Regions from separate parts of the Sus scrofa genome. Here regions 1, 2 and 3 are each linked to region 4. The links are chromatin contacts, called in public Hi-C and HiChIP or PLAC-seq maps. All regions are on one chromosome and are shown on one strand. The core of a region is the stretch at or near the end of the contact, and the rest is flanking DNA. Distances in the headings are between cores, read along the strand shown. Region 1 has its middle 28 kb from the start of SLC45A3. Region 2 holds the start of KLHDC8A (kelch domain-containing protein 8A). Region 3 overlaps SLC45A3 (solute carrier family 45 member 3). Region 4 overlaps CDK18 (cyclin-dependent kinase 18).

What was found. A called contact is a pair of places that touch in the nucleus more often than the background predicts. HiChIP or PLAC-seq counts read pairs in DNA pulled down with a chosen protein or histone mark.
Region 1: a contact with region 4 is called in an H3K27ac HiChIP or PLAC-seq map of alveolar macrophages. The contact joins two enhancer-like sites. A contact is called at or near these places in 8 of 47 Hi-C or Micro-C datasets (embryonic fibroblasts, epiblast stem cells, fetal heart ventricle and 5 more) and 1 of 2 datasets of contacts at active chromatin or transcription factors (alveolar macrophages).
Region 2: a Hi-C map of subcutaneous adipose tissue shows a contact between it and region 4, with 2.0 times the contacts expected there. The contact joins the promoter of KLHDC8A here to the enhancer-like site in region 4. A contact is called at or near these places in 2 of 5 promoter capture datasets (fetal skeletal muscle and liver), 22 of 47 Hi-C or Micro-C datasets (alveolar macrophages, blood, brain and 13 more) and 1 of 2 datasets of contacts at active chromatin or transcription factors (skeletal muscle).
Region 3: a contact with region 4 is called in an H3K27ac HiChIP or PLAC-seq map of alveolar macrophages, with 3 times the contacts expected there. The contact joins two enhancer-like sites. A contact is called at or near these places in 2 of 5 promoter capture datasets (fetal skeletal muscle and liver), 29 of 47 Hi-C or Micro-C datasets (adipose tissue, alveolar macrophages, blood and 16 more) and 2 of 2 datasets of contacts at active chromatin or transcription factors (alveolar macrophages and skeletal muscle).

The regions. Positions count from the first base shown.
Region 1 is chr9:66,392,300-66,395,855 of Sscrofa11.1, reverse strand. No RefSeq gene overlaps it. Among named protein-coding and RNA genes, the nearest start is that of SLC45A3, 28 kb to the right of the region's middle. Within about 2 kb of position 1,840, at least 18 of the 83 cell types and tissues checked have an H3K27ac peak or open chromatin away from gene starts, as enhancers often do. A contact at or near this core is called in alveolar macrophages and subcutaneous adipose tissue, where this site is marked.
Region 2 is chr9:66,025,023-66,028,104 of Sscrofa11.1, reverse strand. KLHDC8A (kelch domain-containing protein 8A) reads left to right here and starts at 1,473. Exons shown (of 6, transcript XM_003357392.4): 1 at 1,473-1,830; 2 at 2,186-2,781. The coding sequence starts at 2,406.
Region 3 is chr9:66,355,513-66,358,711 of Sscrofa11.1, reverse strand. The region is part of intron 1 of SLC45A3 (solute carrier family 45 member 3); the gene reads left to right. Among named protein-coding and RNA genes, the nearest start is that of SLC45A3, 8.9 kb to the left of the region's middle. Within about 2 kb of position 1,476, at least 9 of the 83 cell types and tissues checked have an H3K27ac peak or open chromatin away from gene starts, as enhancers often do. A contact at or near this core is called in alveolar macrophages, where this site is marked.
Region 4 is chr9:66,196,872-66,200,290 of Sscrofa11.1, reverse strand. It overlaps CDK18 (cyclin-dependent kinase 18), which reads right to left. Exons shown (of 16, transcript XM_021063280.1): 8 at 3,403-3,419; 9 at 2,887-3,010; 10 at 2,659-2,779; 11 at 1,696-1,793; 12 at 1,346-1,451; 13 at 1,176-1,218; 14 at 446-536; 15 at 19-96. Among named protein-coding and RNA genes, the nearest start is that of CDK18, 23 kb to the right of the region's middle. Within about 2 kb of position 1,655, at least 15 of the 83 cell types and tissues checked have an H3K27ac peak or open chromatin away from gene starts, as enhancers often do. A contact at or near this core is called in alveolar macrophages, epiblast stem cells and subcutaneous adipose tissue, where this site is marked.

The sequences.
Region 1 (3,556 bases), core at 591-3,090, 200 kb before region 4:
GAACTGGGACCCATTCCACCTGCTTTGGCTGGGCCACCACTAGGAGAAATCAGCTTTGCCTAATGGGTGTGCTCTCTGTTTCAATATTAAAGTTCTGGGCAAATACTGTAAAATAAACGTTATGTTGATTCTGGGGTCAGGGAATGAGAGAGTGCAGCCAGAGTTTACATCCTTGTAAAAAAGAAAATTACTTTAAAATATAACATAAAATGCTAAAAGGTAATAGTTTGCCTTCATTTGGCTCTAAACTGGCACCCAGAAATGACTGGTTTAAAAGCCTAACTTTGGAGTTCCCACTGTGGCAAAGTGGGTTAATGACCCTGTTAGTCTCTGTCAGCTCAGATCCCTGGTCTGGAAACTTCCACAAGCCAAGGGTGTGGCTGAAAAAGAAAACACACGTAAAAAGTGAAAATAAAAACCTAAGAAATAAGTCGTAGATGAAAAAGATTACATATATATTACTATTATTGGTAGTGTTTTAACTATTAGGTTGATGAAAAGAGAGACAGGCACACACATACACACGCATACAAGCTCTTTTATTAAATGTGCAAGACCCACTTCCGTGACTGATGTAATGTGTTTAATACACTTTTTCCACCTTGGGTAGGCACAAGATATGTAGTCTTGGAGCTCCCGTCGTGGCTCAGCAATTAATGAACCCAACTAACATCCATGAAGACGCAGGTTCCATCCCTGGCCTCACTCAGTGGATAAGGATCTGGCGTTGCTGTGAGCTGTGGTGTAGGTTGGAGACACGGCTCAGATCCCATGTGGCTGTGGCTGTGGCGTAGGCTGGCCTCTACAGCTCCGATTAGACCCCTAGCCTGGGAACCTCCATACGTCTCGGGTGCGGCCCCCCCAAAAATTTAAAAATATATATATGTATTCAGGGCTTTCCTGACTATACGAGATTAGGGTTGATGGGTTAGGTAAGGTTCTGAAGGAGGTAGAGAGTCACTGGAACAAGAAAAATGATGGCCAAAGTTTTAGGATAACTACCAGTTTGGTAGCTCTACATGATTGGTTATATGGTAAAAATTGATTTTCATCGATGACCTCAAGCTGTATAGTGATATAATTAATAAAACGCAGATTGTGGGAATTCCCTGGTGGCCTAGCAGTTAAGGATCTGTTGTCACTGTTGTGGCTCAGGTTCCATTCCTGGCCTGGGCGCTGCCAAAAAAAACCCCCAAATCATTAGATTGTGAAACACTTGTCTTCACGCGGAAGGTGCCTACAGACAGTAACATACACTGGATCCTCACTTGGTGACTATAAATTCGTTCTCTAATTCAACCCAAAGGAATAAGTTGCTGATCATTTAAAAAACATGGTTTCACATCTACGGTGGCAAGAAGAATGACGTTGCACAGCTCTTTTCTGAGACACTAGATGTCTTAAGAAGTTATGGAGGACTTGACATTCTGTTTCGATCTTGGAACATAATCTAGGGCTTTCAGTAATCTCACTGCATATCTAATGCTTGCCACAGCTCAGTTACAGACTCCAAGCTCCCCTGTTTGGTCTTTTCCTCGCCTCTGACCTAATTTACCACCCTCTCGCTTCTCCTTTTCTTACTTTTGTGAATGAACAGTTTCTAGGGGGTTCGTGGTTTTTGAGGCAAATATATTGTTAATACAGGTAGCCCTAGAAGTGGTTGGGGAGCCAACCGTCCTGTAGAGACTCACACATTTGGCTCAAATACAAGATAAATAGCCTTTCCTGGTAAGCCTGGAACAATGCAGAGCTTAGATTCCAAAGCTCCATTGTAGGGAACTGCAGCTGCGACTTCAGGTATACAGGATACAGGCGGCGCCTGGTCGAAGAGAGTGGCTATTGCCCTAGACCTTGCACAATAGGCTAATCTTGGGCCATCGCAAATCAGGTCACTCCTCCTCTCATCCTGCTTTCCCTCATTCTCTTCCCACGCCCTCAAGTGAAGCAATAAGACCTCATGTTTGGCGCATGGGCATTCACTCTTCTTCAGAGTCAACCTAGAAGCAGATGCCCGCACTGGGAGATCCAAGCCTAAGCGGGGACACCCACAGGACGCCCAACCGTGGAAATGGGAGGTCCTAGAACATCTGTTGCTTCTAGAGTTCACCTCTCATTTAGCCAGCAATGTTTATCGACAATGAAAATTACAGGGACTCTACTGCAAACCCCCAGTTGGAACTGTGAGGAAGATTTTGGTCTTCCTCCTCCTTGGGAAAAAATCAGTCTTCAGATATAGTCTGGCTCTGAGAATATTTGCAGTTTTGTGTTATTGTTATGGTTTAAGGAACCAAAGAATGAAATATTTAAAACTGGATTATTCCAGGAAATGCATGTGATTTGTATAAAAAGTGCAACAGATGTTAAGCAACAGAGTTGAGAACAGCACGTAACACCCACTAAAGCATGAGTTTTTTTCTTGAAGCCCACAGTTGTCTTTCCTCATCTTGTGACCTGTTCTAAGAGAAGCTTTGTGGCTGGTTGGGTTGAAGCACATAGCAGCTTTCGGGGTGATCTTGGGCTGGCCACTAACCCACTGGCCCCCCATCTCTCCCCACCCCATGCCTGACCTCCTTTTTATCTTTTTAAAAATCTCTTTAAAATCTTTTTTTTTTTTTTTTTGGTAATTTTAAAAATGTTTTATTTTCTAGGGAGTTCCCATCATGGCTCAGCAGAAACAAATCTGACTAGCATCCATGAGGACATGGGTTCAATCCCTGGCCTCGCTCAATGCGTCAAGGGTCCATTGTTGCAGTGAGATGTGGTATAGCTCAAAGACAAGCCTCAGATCTAGCGTTGCTGTGGCTGTTGTGTAGGCTGGCAGCTATAGCTCCGATTCGACCCCTAGCGTGGGAACTTCCATACGCTTTTGGTACAGCCCTAAAAAGCAAACAACAACAACAAACCCAAAACCAAACCAAAACAAAAGTTTTATTTTCTGAAGTACACACACAGACATACAGAGTGGTATGTAGGTAGGCGATCCTCCAAGCAAAGGAACACTGATACATAGATGAATTGAGCAAAGGTGATCATAGGTTTCCATATGATTTTGTTATATTTATTTAGTTACCTTTTTAGGTTCACACAAACCATTTCATCACAATCTTTGTTAATGCTTATTTCTCCCTTTTTTTCTAGGTTCTTCATTTAAGGGACTAGATATGTTTAACTTATTAAAAATTATTATAGGAGTTCCTGTCATGGCACAGTGGAAACAAATCCGACTAGGAACCATGAGATTGCGGGTTCCATCCCTGGCCTCGCTCAGTGGGTTGAGGATCCAGTGTTGCGGTGAGCTGTGGTGTATGTAGGTCGCAGATGCGGCTCAAATCTGGTGTTGCTGTGGCTGTGGCATAGGCCGGTGGCTACAGCTGCGATTAGACCCCTAGCCTGGGAACCTCCATAGGCCTAGGGTACAGCCCTAAAAAGCCTATATATATATATATATATATATAAAATAAACCAATAAACCAGTAATAGTACTTTTCCACATAATTCTAATGCTGAATTTAAAAAATTTGTCTGAAGGAAACTGGCAGCATTACTATATAGTTAT
Region 2 (3,082 bases), core at 224-2,723, 170 kb after region 4:
AAAGAGTGAAGCAGGAGTTCCTGTCGTGGTGCAGGCAGAAACAAATCCAACTAGGAACCATGAAGTGGCAGGTTTGATCCCTGGCCTCACTCAGTGGGTTAAGGATCCCGTGTTGCCACCGTGAGCTGTGGCATAGGTCGCAGATGCAGCTCAGATCCTGCGTTGCTGTGGCTATGGCGTTGGCCAGCCACTGTAGCTCCGATTAGACCCCTACCCTGGAAACCTCCATATGCCGCAGGAGCAGCCCCAAAAAGCAAAAAAAAAAAAAAAAAAAAAAAAAAAGAGTGAAACATGCAACGACTTGGATGAATCTCCACGGAATTATGCTGGGAGCAAAGAAAAAGCCAATCCCAAAAGGTTGCATAAAGATTATATTTATATAACACTCTTACACTCTTGAAGTGACAAAATTATGGAGAACAGATTGGTAGTTGCCAAGGAGGAGAGGGAAGGCATGGGTATAAGAAGGCAACAGGTACACCTGAAATTAACACAATGTTGTAAATCAACTATACTTCGATCTTTTAAAAAAGGCATCATGAAAGGTTCTTGTGGTGATGGAAATACTCTGTATCTTGACTCATCAACTTCCATATCCTGGTTAGGATATTATTGTACTATACCTTTTGCAAGATGCTACTGCTGAGGGAAACTGGGTTAAAAGATGTTATTTCTTACAACTGCATGTGAATCCACAGTTTATCTCAAAATACAAGGTTTAACCTAAATAAAATAGGGAAACTCGGGCTCAGAGCAGTTAAATCATTTCAGAGTCAGAGTTCAAACCCAAGTCTGTTAGCCTCCCAAGCCAGAGTGTTTCAAGACTTGGCTCTATTCAAGGGAACCAGGTAGGAGGCCCCCAGATGCCTGAAGTTCATCACACCAAGGAGTTGATAGGTGTCCTGGGCACTTTGTTACTGGGGACGACTGCCCTCATAAGGCCATTAGAGAGTGGCTTAAAAGAATTATTTGGCAAGCCCTGTGGGTTGGTGCTGAGAACCAAGATGTGATGACCTGGTTTCCCCTTCCTGAGGTGTGTGAAGACGGGTGATGTGGGAGGGACCACCCCCGCATTTGTCTTTACATGTTTGTGTCTCTGGCTGTGTCCACGTCACTGGGCATGTGTCAGTTTCCCCGGCTATGACTATTTCCCGGTGGAGGGAGAGAGGATGTGTGAGGTAAGGCATATGTGCGCAGGTCGGGGTGTACCTGCTGTTTGGATGCACCTGTGTCAGGTCTGCGCGTGTCACACCCACATCACTTGTTTATAGTAGGTTAAACCATTTGATAATACCTCTCCAAAGCAAAGCCGACTACTGAGCCAGCCTGTCACGAACAGGGTCTGTGTACTGTAGATAAACTGGGTAATTGGACTCTCCGCCTCCTCATCCAAAACAAACACTCACAAACCGCCCACCCCCACACTGGAGGGAGTCTGGTCCCTGTCATGTGGGTACTTGGATCTAGTGCCCCGCTTTCCCTGAACGGTAGATAAGGTGAGCGTCTCCCGCCGGCCCTTTCCCTCCCCCGCGGGCCGGGTGCCAGCCAAGGCTTATGTAAAGAGGTCACGGCTCGCTCGGCCACGGGGTGCACGCGGATTCCTGCACAGGTGGGGATGTGCGTGGAGCAGGCTCGCCGGCCTCCCCTTACCCCACCCCCTGGCCGCAGCTCGGTTTCTCCTTCCCGCTGCTCATTTATTCTCCTCATCTGCATGTGTGACGGCGGCGATCGGACTGGGGAAGGACAGAGCGCCCTCTCCTCCGCTCCCCGCGCCGCTCTCGGGTAATGCGCTGCCTGCGCCTTGCCGCCGCGCTCCTCCGGCCTGGCTGTGTAAGTGGCGCGGGGGCGGGGACGGGGGATTGCCGGGAGCAGAGGCTGGGGGAGGCAGGCGTCGCGGAGAAAGGTGTTAACTCCTCGCTTCTCCGGGAAGCAGCCGGACCTCCCAATCCCTGAACGCCCCCGGCCCCCCCTCGCTCCGCGGGTTTCCGCGAGCTGGGGAGCGGCCAGCGGCGAGAGGCTGGGGACAAAGCGGAGCGGGCGTGATGCCGCCGCGGGGTGGCGCTCTCGCCGCCTCGTCTTCCCTTGAAAGTTGGCCGGGGGCTGGGAGCCGGCGCGCCCGCCCGCGCCAGGAGGCCAGGGCGCGTGGCCCCGGCTGCCCTTGATTCGCCCCCCATTCCTCCCGCAGGGCCGGGCGCGGACGCCGCCGGACCGCTGAGTCTGGAGGGACGGTGAAGCGCTGGCCGGCGTCGGGGCCCTTGCCGGGGGTCGGGCGGGAGCCGGCGGACGGGAGCGAGATGGAGGAGGCGAGAGGGGGCGCGGAGTAACCGGCGGATCCCCAGCCTCGCACCTCTCCCGGCGCCCTGGCGCTCCGCGGGGCCACGGCGGGCGGGGCCCTCGGGGCTGCCATGGAGGTGCCTAACGTCAAGGACTTCCAGTGGAAGCGCCTGGCGCCACTGCCCAGCCGCCGGGTCTACTGCTCCCTGCTGGAAACCGGGGGGCAGGTCTATGCCATCGGGGGATGTGACGACAACGGCGTCCCCATGGATTGCTTTGAGGTCTACTCCCCCGAGGCCGACCAGTGGACCGCCCTGCCCCCCCTGCCCACGGCCCGAGCCGGGGTGGCCGTCACCGCCCTGGGGAAGCGGATCATGGTGATCGGGGGTGTGGGCACCAGTCAGCTGCCCCTGAAGGTCGTGGAGATGTACAACATCGATGAGGGCAAGTGGAAGAAGAGGAGCATGCTGCGTGAGGCCGCCATGGGCATTTCGGTCACGGCCAAAGGCGAGTGGGGTCAGGGCTGAGGGCGGGCGGAGAGAAGGGAGTGGGGGGGTCCGTGGGGAAAGGGATGGAAGCCAACACCGCGTTGGAGGCCGCTGTCACATTCCTGGTACCGTTCGATCCTTATAGTGGACACTAAAACTAGAGACCCGCTGGCTTTATTTGACAGAAGGGAAAACTGAGACTTCAACAAGTGAAGTGTCTAGTAAATCCTTATTATGCCAGAGCTCCACTCCTCACACCCCCAGGCCGGTCTCAGCAAGCTGGGCAGGCGGGGCCAGAGGGGAGAGCCCGAGGGTTAGTG
Region 3 (3,199 bases), core at 227-2,726, 160 kb before region 4:
TCAGAACACTTTCTAGAATTTTTGAAGGGTTTGGATTTTCCATTCAACCCACTTTACGTGTGCACCCTTGGGCCTGTTAATGAATTTTTCTAAGACTCCCTTTTCTTTCTTTTTTTCCCTCCCTTTTTGGCTGCACCTGTGCCATCTGGACATTCCCTGGGCAGGGATCGAATCCAAGCCACAGCTGTGGTTGCCGGATCTTTAATCCACTGTGCCTAGCCGGGGATCAAGCCGGCACTGCCATGGAGATGCGCCAGGTCGTGAATACCCACTGCCCACAGCGGGAACCCTGAGACTCCATTTTCAGTCTTTGTGAATTAGGAATGTTAAATACTGACTTTCAGAGTTCCCATTGCGGCTTAGTGGTTTAGAACCTGACTGGTATCCATGAGAATGCAGGTTCAGTCCCTGCCCTCGCTCAGTGGGTTAAGGATCTGGCATTGCCGCAGGTTGCGCTCACGTGGTGTAGGGCTCAGATGCAGCTTGGATCCTGCGTTGGTGCAGCTCTGATTCAACCCCTAGCCTGGGAACTTCCATATGCTGCAGGTGCAGCCCTCAGGGGCGGGACAGGGGGGAGACTTTGTAGGTATGTCAGGTACCCAGCGTAGGAGAGACAGTGAACAGGTGTCTGCCACGTAGTTGTTTTCCCTGTGGTTGGGAACCACCCTGTCTCCTAACCGGGATGTTTATCCCTTCCTCTGTCAACCTTCAACTTGGCAGGGGGGCAGTGATCTCACCTGCTGGGGCCAGCACCTGGGGAGGTTTACATTCTCAGCATTCCTCTTGCCTTTGGGGGCTGAAAGAGGCACTAGGGCCCTAGTGGGAGGCACGTGGGTGAGGGGATGGGAGCCCAGAAGAGAGGCAGTGTTGGTCCCCCTCTGCCATTCCTCTTGGGAACGAGAAACCCCTTCCCCGGTTTCTCCACGGTGGTAGCCCAGACAACTGGAGAAGTGGCTGCCGGGAACTTCCACGTGTTTTCTCTCAAACGCACTACACAACTGGTATTAGATTTTCCTTGCCTGTCAAATGGGTATGCTCGTTGTACCCACCTCCTTAGGCCGCTAGAAGATGACAGCGCTCAGAAGAGGGCCCCAGTGTTAGCTGCTCCTGTTAATTGCCGAGGAGGAAACTGAGGCTTAGGGAGGTCAATTGAAAAGTCACATAGTGGGGTCCCCTTTGTGGCTCAGCGGTTAACCATCCCGACTGGGACCCATGAGGATGCTGGTTCCATCCCTGGCCTCGCTCAGTGGGTTAAGGATCCCAAGTTGACATGAGCTGTGGTGGAGGTTGCAGACTCGGCTTGGATCCTTCATTGCTGTGGCTGGGGTGTAGGCCGGCAGCTGTAGCTCTGATTGGACCCCTAGCCTGGGAACTTCCCTATGCCCTGGGTGCAGCCCTAAAAAGAAAAAAAAAAAAAAAGGAAGTCACATAGTTATAGTGATGTAGTATGGCCTGCCACCCCAGGCCCGACTGCCGAACCTAGGTCACCCTGTAGAATCCCCTGGGTTCGGGGAGGTCTGTGCACAGAGGCCTTCCTGGAGTGGAAGAATTCTTCTCCAGGTTGAAGAATACTGACTGTCTTGCTTCGCAAGGCACTTGGTCAAGGTGACCCCGAGTGACCTTGTGTCACAGCTGTTGGCAGAAAGGAAGTCTGATGGGGAGGCTGGGTGCTTGGAGTCAGATGTGATTCCACGATGACTGCCCCCATGGGATGGCCAGGTGATCCTGGGAGGGTGCTTTGCCTGGCCGGGTCCGGGGGAGGGTCAGGCCAGCTCCGGAATCCCTGTCACTGGATGGGAGAAGGGAGGGGAGAGTAGAGCAGGCTCCAGGAACTGCCCAATGTCCTTCCCCCTCCCCTTCCCCCAGCCTCCTCCGCATTTGTTTCCTTTCAGTAGCTGGGCTGGGGCTCTCAGACAGGGCAACAAAAGCAACTTTCCTCCAAGCCACTGCCACCTGTTGGGTTTTCACACATTGGGGGTGAGTGGAGGGAGGGAGCCGTTGCCCTTTTCCCAGTGTCTGCCGTGTGCCCCCTCGCCCCCCCCCCCAGGGACCGGGATTCTCTTTGCTGCCTGATGTGACAGGGCTCAGGAGCTGGAGGGGGTGGGGGCCCACAGCAGCTGGAAGGGGGATTGAGTGGGAAGGGGCCGGCGCTGGCAGCCGGGAGGGAGTTTGATGGATTACTCTGCAGGCCGAGAGGTTTCTCCCTAATCCCTCTTTGTGTCCCGGCCTGCAGCCCCTCGCTCTCTCTGACAAGCTGCTAAGCAGAAGGCTTCCAGTCCGAGTGAAGAAAAGGCAGCGCAGCAGGGCAGACTCTAAATCCCTGGCCTCTGGGCCCTGGGGAGGCAGGAGCTAGGGAGCAGTCTGGGTGGGGGTGGGCTCTTCCTCTCTGCTTACAATTCCCTCGAGGTGGAGAGGTTGCATTCTGAGCGGGGGTTCTCAGTGTCTGTGGAAGCTCTGGGAGGTCTGGGGTGGGGGGTGCCCTTGGCTATTTGTGCAAATCACCGTTGCCTTTGGTAGGGTGGAATTGGGGGGTGCGCAAAACGACTTTTGCTTCTTTGGAAGTGCGTCCGTGAACCCAGAGAGTCAACTGACTATGGCCTGGAAGCCTCATAGACTAGTCCCAGGTCCCCCTCTCCCTGGCTGCCCAGGTAGGACTTCCCACGGCACAGCATCCTGGCCAGGGCGTCTGTGATCACCATGGGGAGCTCACTGCCCACAGGCTCTTCATTTCCCGGCTCCTGTCTGGCCAGCACAGGCTCTTTTGGGGGGCGTTCCGAAGCTCCTTGTGGAGCTGCCGTGGGGGCAGAGCTCATGGGGAGTGCGGTGTGCCCGGTTTTACGAGGTAGGCCAAGCGCACTAGTCCCCTGGGACCAGGGCAAGAAGGGGGGCGAACCCAGCAAGAGGTTTCAGTGACCCTCCAGACCTTTGCGCTGCCCCCAGCCGAGAGCGCCTGGGAGAGGGCAACATGGAGTGAGATTCTGGGGCCCCTCTGGAGTGGAGGGGTCCTGCACCTGCACCCCGGGCCTGGGCTGGCCAGCCTGGGCTGGGGTGCACTGGGGAATCGGGTGTGGAGTGACCCCACCCCTTTCTGCTGCTGAGTCATTATTCCTCAGGCTCGCCTACCCCATCCCCAGTTTCCTCCTCTGCGGGGAGGGGCTTCCTGGTGGCCACGGCTTCCGAGGAGCGTGTGAGAAAGAGC
Region 4 (3,419 bases), core at 406-2,905:
GGAGGCACAAGCCCCTACCTGGCTGCTGAAAGGCCAGGCCCCGGTAGCCTGGATCCTTCTGGAGCTGGATCTCCTTCAGGGAGAAGATGGAGGCAGCTGGCGGGAGAGAGAAGGGAGGCACGGAGACAGCTGAGCGGAGCTGGCCCTGCTTCTGCAACCTGCGGGCCCCCATGCTGACTGCGCATGCGCGCGGAGCTGGGCGCACCCACTTCAGTTAGGACTGGCCCAGCAGCACCCAGCTGGGACTTAGGGGCAAGCACCTGGGGTCCTCAGGGTCTGATGCCTTCGTTACAAACGAGAACGTAAGGAGCGGAAGCCAGGCTGCTCAGCTAGACCCAGAGCCTTGGCCTCTTTGTTCCAGCTCCTCCGCCCACACCGGCTGCCCCCTTTCCTTAGTTCTGGGGTGGCCCTGCCCCCCTTCCCCCAACCTTCCCTGCACACTCACTGTCTTCGAGCTGGTGCACACGCTCCCCCAGGGACCGGAAGTAGGGGTGCCTCAGGGCCGCCTCTGCTGACACACGACTCTTGGATTCATACTGAAAGGCAGAGGGTGGGCTGTTGGGCCCTGGCTGGGGGACAGCAGGACCCCTCCGGGCAATGCCATTTCTATGCTAAGCAGAGGAAACACCGGAGGGCCTGAGCTGACAGCCCAAGGCAGTCTCATTGGTCAGGGTCCCTGGGCTCCAGCCACCAGGAAACAAAAACACAAATGGGACTTTCAGAGCATGACTGCCTCTTGGGACAGAAATACAGATGCTGCAGCATCCAAGATCATCACATGAATACTAGTAATATTAACAAGTAATACTAACAACTATTCTTTATTGTGTGCTTCTTCAAGACAGCCTCCATTCTAAGCCTGTTCCATAACCTCAATGTATCCTCACAACCATCTCATAAAATGTGAATAATTAATTCCACCTTGCAGTTGAGGTAACTTGCCCACAGCTACACAGCTGCGGTTTGAACTGGGGTTTGAGTTTGGAGCGCCCCCACTCTGAAGCCTGAGGAAGTCAGCATTCGTCTTGGGCTCAGGGGTCGGGGGTGGGGGGTGGAGGGTTCAGGCTTAAGGGCCTGTGAGCACATGGGTGCGGCTGGGACGGAGGGCTGGGTGGAGTCTTGGGGCTTCAGCTCTCTGCCTGCCTGGCCCTGGCCCTGGCCGGAAGCACACTCACCAGGAGGAGGCTGGTCAGGAGGTTGATGCCCTCAGTGTCCAACCTGCAGGAGGAAGGAGCAGGCACAGGCCTGACCTGGGGGGCAGGGTGGAGGCAGGTGGGGCTTGCGACCACCTCCGGGAGGGACAGCCAGGACCACCAGCAGGAGAGGGTGTGGGAGGAAGGGCTACCTGGGAGCATGGCTGATGAGCGGCTGGGGGAGGTACCGGGGGAAGTTGTAGGCTCGGAACTCGGTCAGGGCCATCACCCCAGGCCACGTGTCTTCGGTAGGGGTCCCTGGAGAGATGAGAAGGCGCGGGGAGGGGTGAGAGGCCAGGGCCAAGGGCGACTTGGGGGGTGCAAGGTAGGAGGTCAGGCGGGGGCTGAGAACAGCTGAGGCCACAAGAGTCCCCGCCCCATGGAGATCCACCCCCCTGGAGACTGGGTGGGAGCTGCTCTTCCCGTTGGCAACATGCGCCTGAGCTGGACAGAGTTCTGGCGCCCCCTCGTGGTGAGAGGGAGGGAGCGGCAGGAGACTGACCGAGGAGCCGGAAGATGAGGTGCAGCTCCTCCTTGACCGTGGAGCCGGGGAAGAGAGGCCTCCCTGTGGCCATCTCGTAGTGGATGCAGCCCACACCCCTGCAGGGAGCAAGGGACAGGGGCGGCGTCAGGCTGGGCCTCTGGCGCTACCACGATGCCCTGCCATGGTGGCTCGAATGGCTCATGGCACTGGGGTGAGTGGCCCAGGGCTGGAGAAGTTCCTAGCATAGCACAGCCCCCGACTCCAGCCTTCCTCTGCGGGCTTCTCTGGGCTCTAGGATGCTTTGCCCTCTCCCCTTTCACTCTGTAGGGTTTGGACCTGCACAGCCAGCACCCATGTGGTAGGTCTTCAAAGCTGGGTTGTCTCAACCTTTTTCCACTGTGTACCCCACTGAAAGAGAGAAATCCACTAATCCATTCTCCAAGGATACCCCAGGCATAGACACAGCGGCCATTCATTGGAAACCTGTGTTTTAGCTTTAAAATTGGGCTGGCTTTTCATCCTACACCGAATCAGGTGTGTGTTAATTTTAACAGAAAAATAATAAATCCCTTCTAGATTTTGAGGAGAACTGATGCTTGGGGAAGAGTCACCATATTTACTGTGGGGGACTCCTGTATCCTCTGGTAACCCCCAGGTACCCCTGTGGGAAAATTTCAGAAGCACAGCCTTGGAAGGTCTATTTAAAGCCCAAGAAACCCCAGTGTAGCTCAGACTTAATTCCTTAACCAGTTCAGCAGGATGCCACATGGCTTTTGGTTCTGTTTGGTTTTGGGAGGTGTCCACAGCATACAGAAATTCCGGGGACTGAACCCACGCCACAGGAGGGACAATGCCAGATCCCACCAAGGAACTCTGCCACAAAGTTTTGAATTCAAAGGACTCTCGGGGCAGCAAAAGCAAGTTTGGGGGTAGGGACTTGCTAACCCTAACCCTAACCTGGGTCCCATGGCCCTCACTTACCACATATCGATGGGGGTGGAGTACTCTGTGGACCCCAGCAGCACGTCGGGGGGCCTGTACCACAGGGTCACCACCTCATTGGAGTAGGTCTTCGTGGGCACTGACTTAGCCCGGGCCAGTCCTACAGACAGACCCATCACTCAACCTCTCCCCACAGCATCCACATCCTGCGGAGATCATGTCAAGGGCCCCTGCTCCCAGCCCAGCCCTGTGGGCTCTGGCTCTCACCAAAGTCAGCCAGCTTCAGCTCCCCTTTCTCATTGATGAGCAGGTTCTGGGGTTTCAGGTCGCGGTGCAGGATCTTGCGGCGGTGGCAGTAGGCAAGACCCCGGAGCAGCTGGAACATGAAAATCTGGGGGAGCGCAAAGAAAGGGAGCAGTGGAAGGTGGGAGCGTATCCCGTGGGGGACCCTGTGCCTCTGCCTCACGGCTGGGATGGGGATGAGGACTGGGTGGAAGTGAAGGACATGGGGAGCTACCTGCTTCTCCTGCCCATCCTGGATCCCATCCACCCCAAGGAATCCGATCCAGAGGGGAGGGTGCCAGGTATGCGGAGGAGGCAGGAGGGGGAGAGAGGGAGGGAGCGGCGGGAGACTCATTCACCCCTCTGAGCTTCCCAGAAGCCTCTCTTCATCCTGGCAGGTACCTCTTGCTCCCATTCGACAGATAGGGAAACTGATGCTCAGGGTTAGAGACAGGGCTGCAGTGCAGTGGGGAGGAGACTCCATGACACGGAAGCTCTTACCTTGACGTTGTGCATGC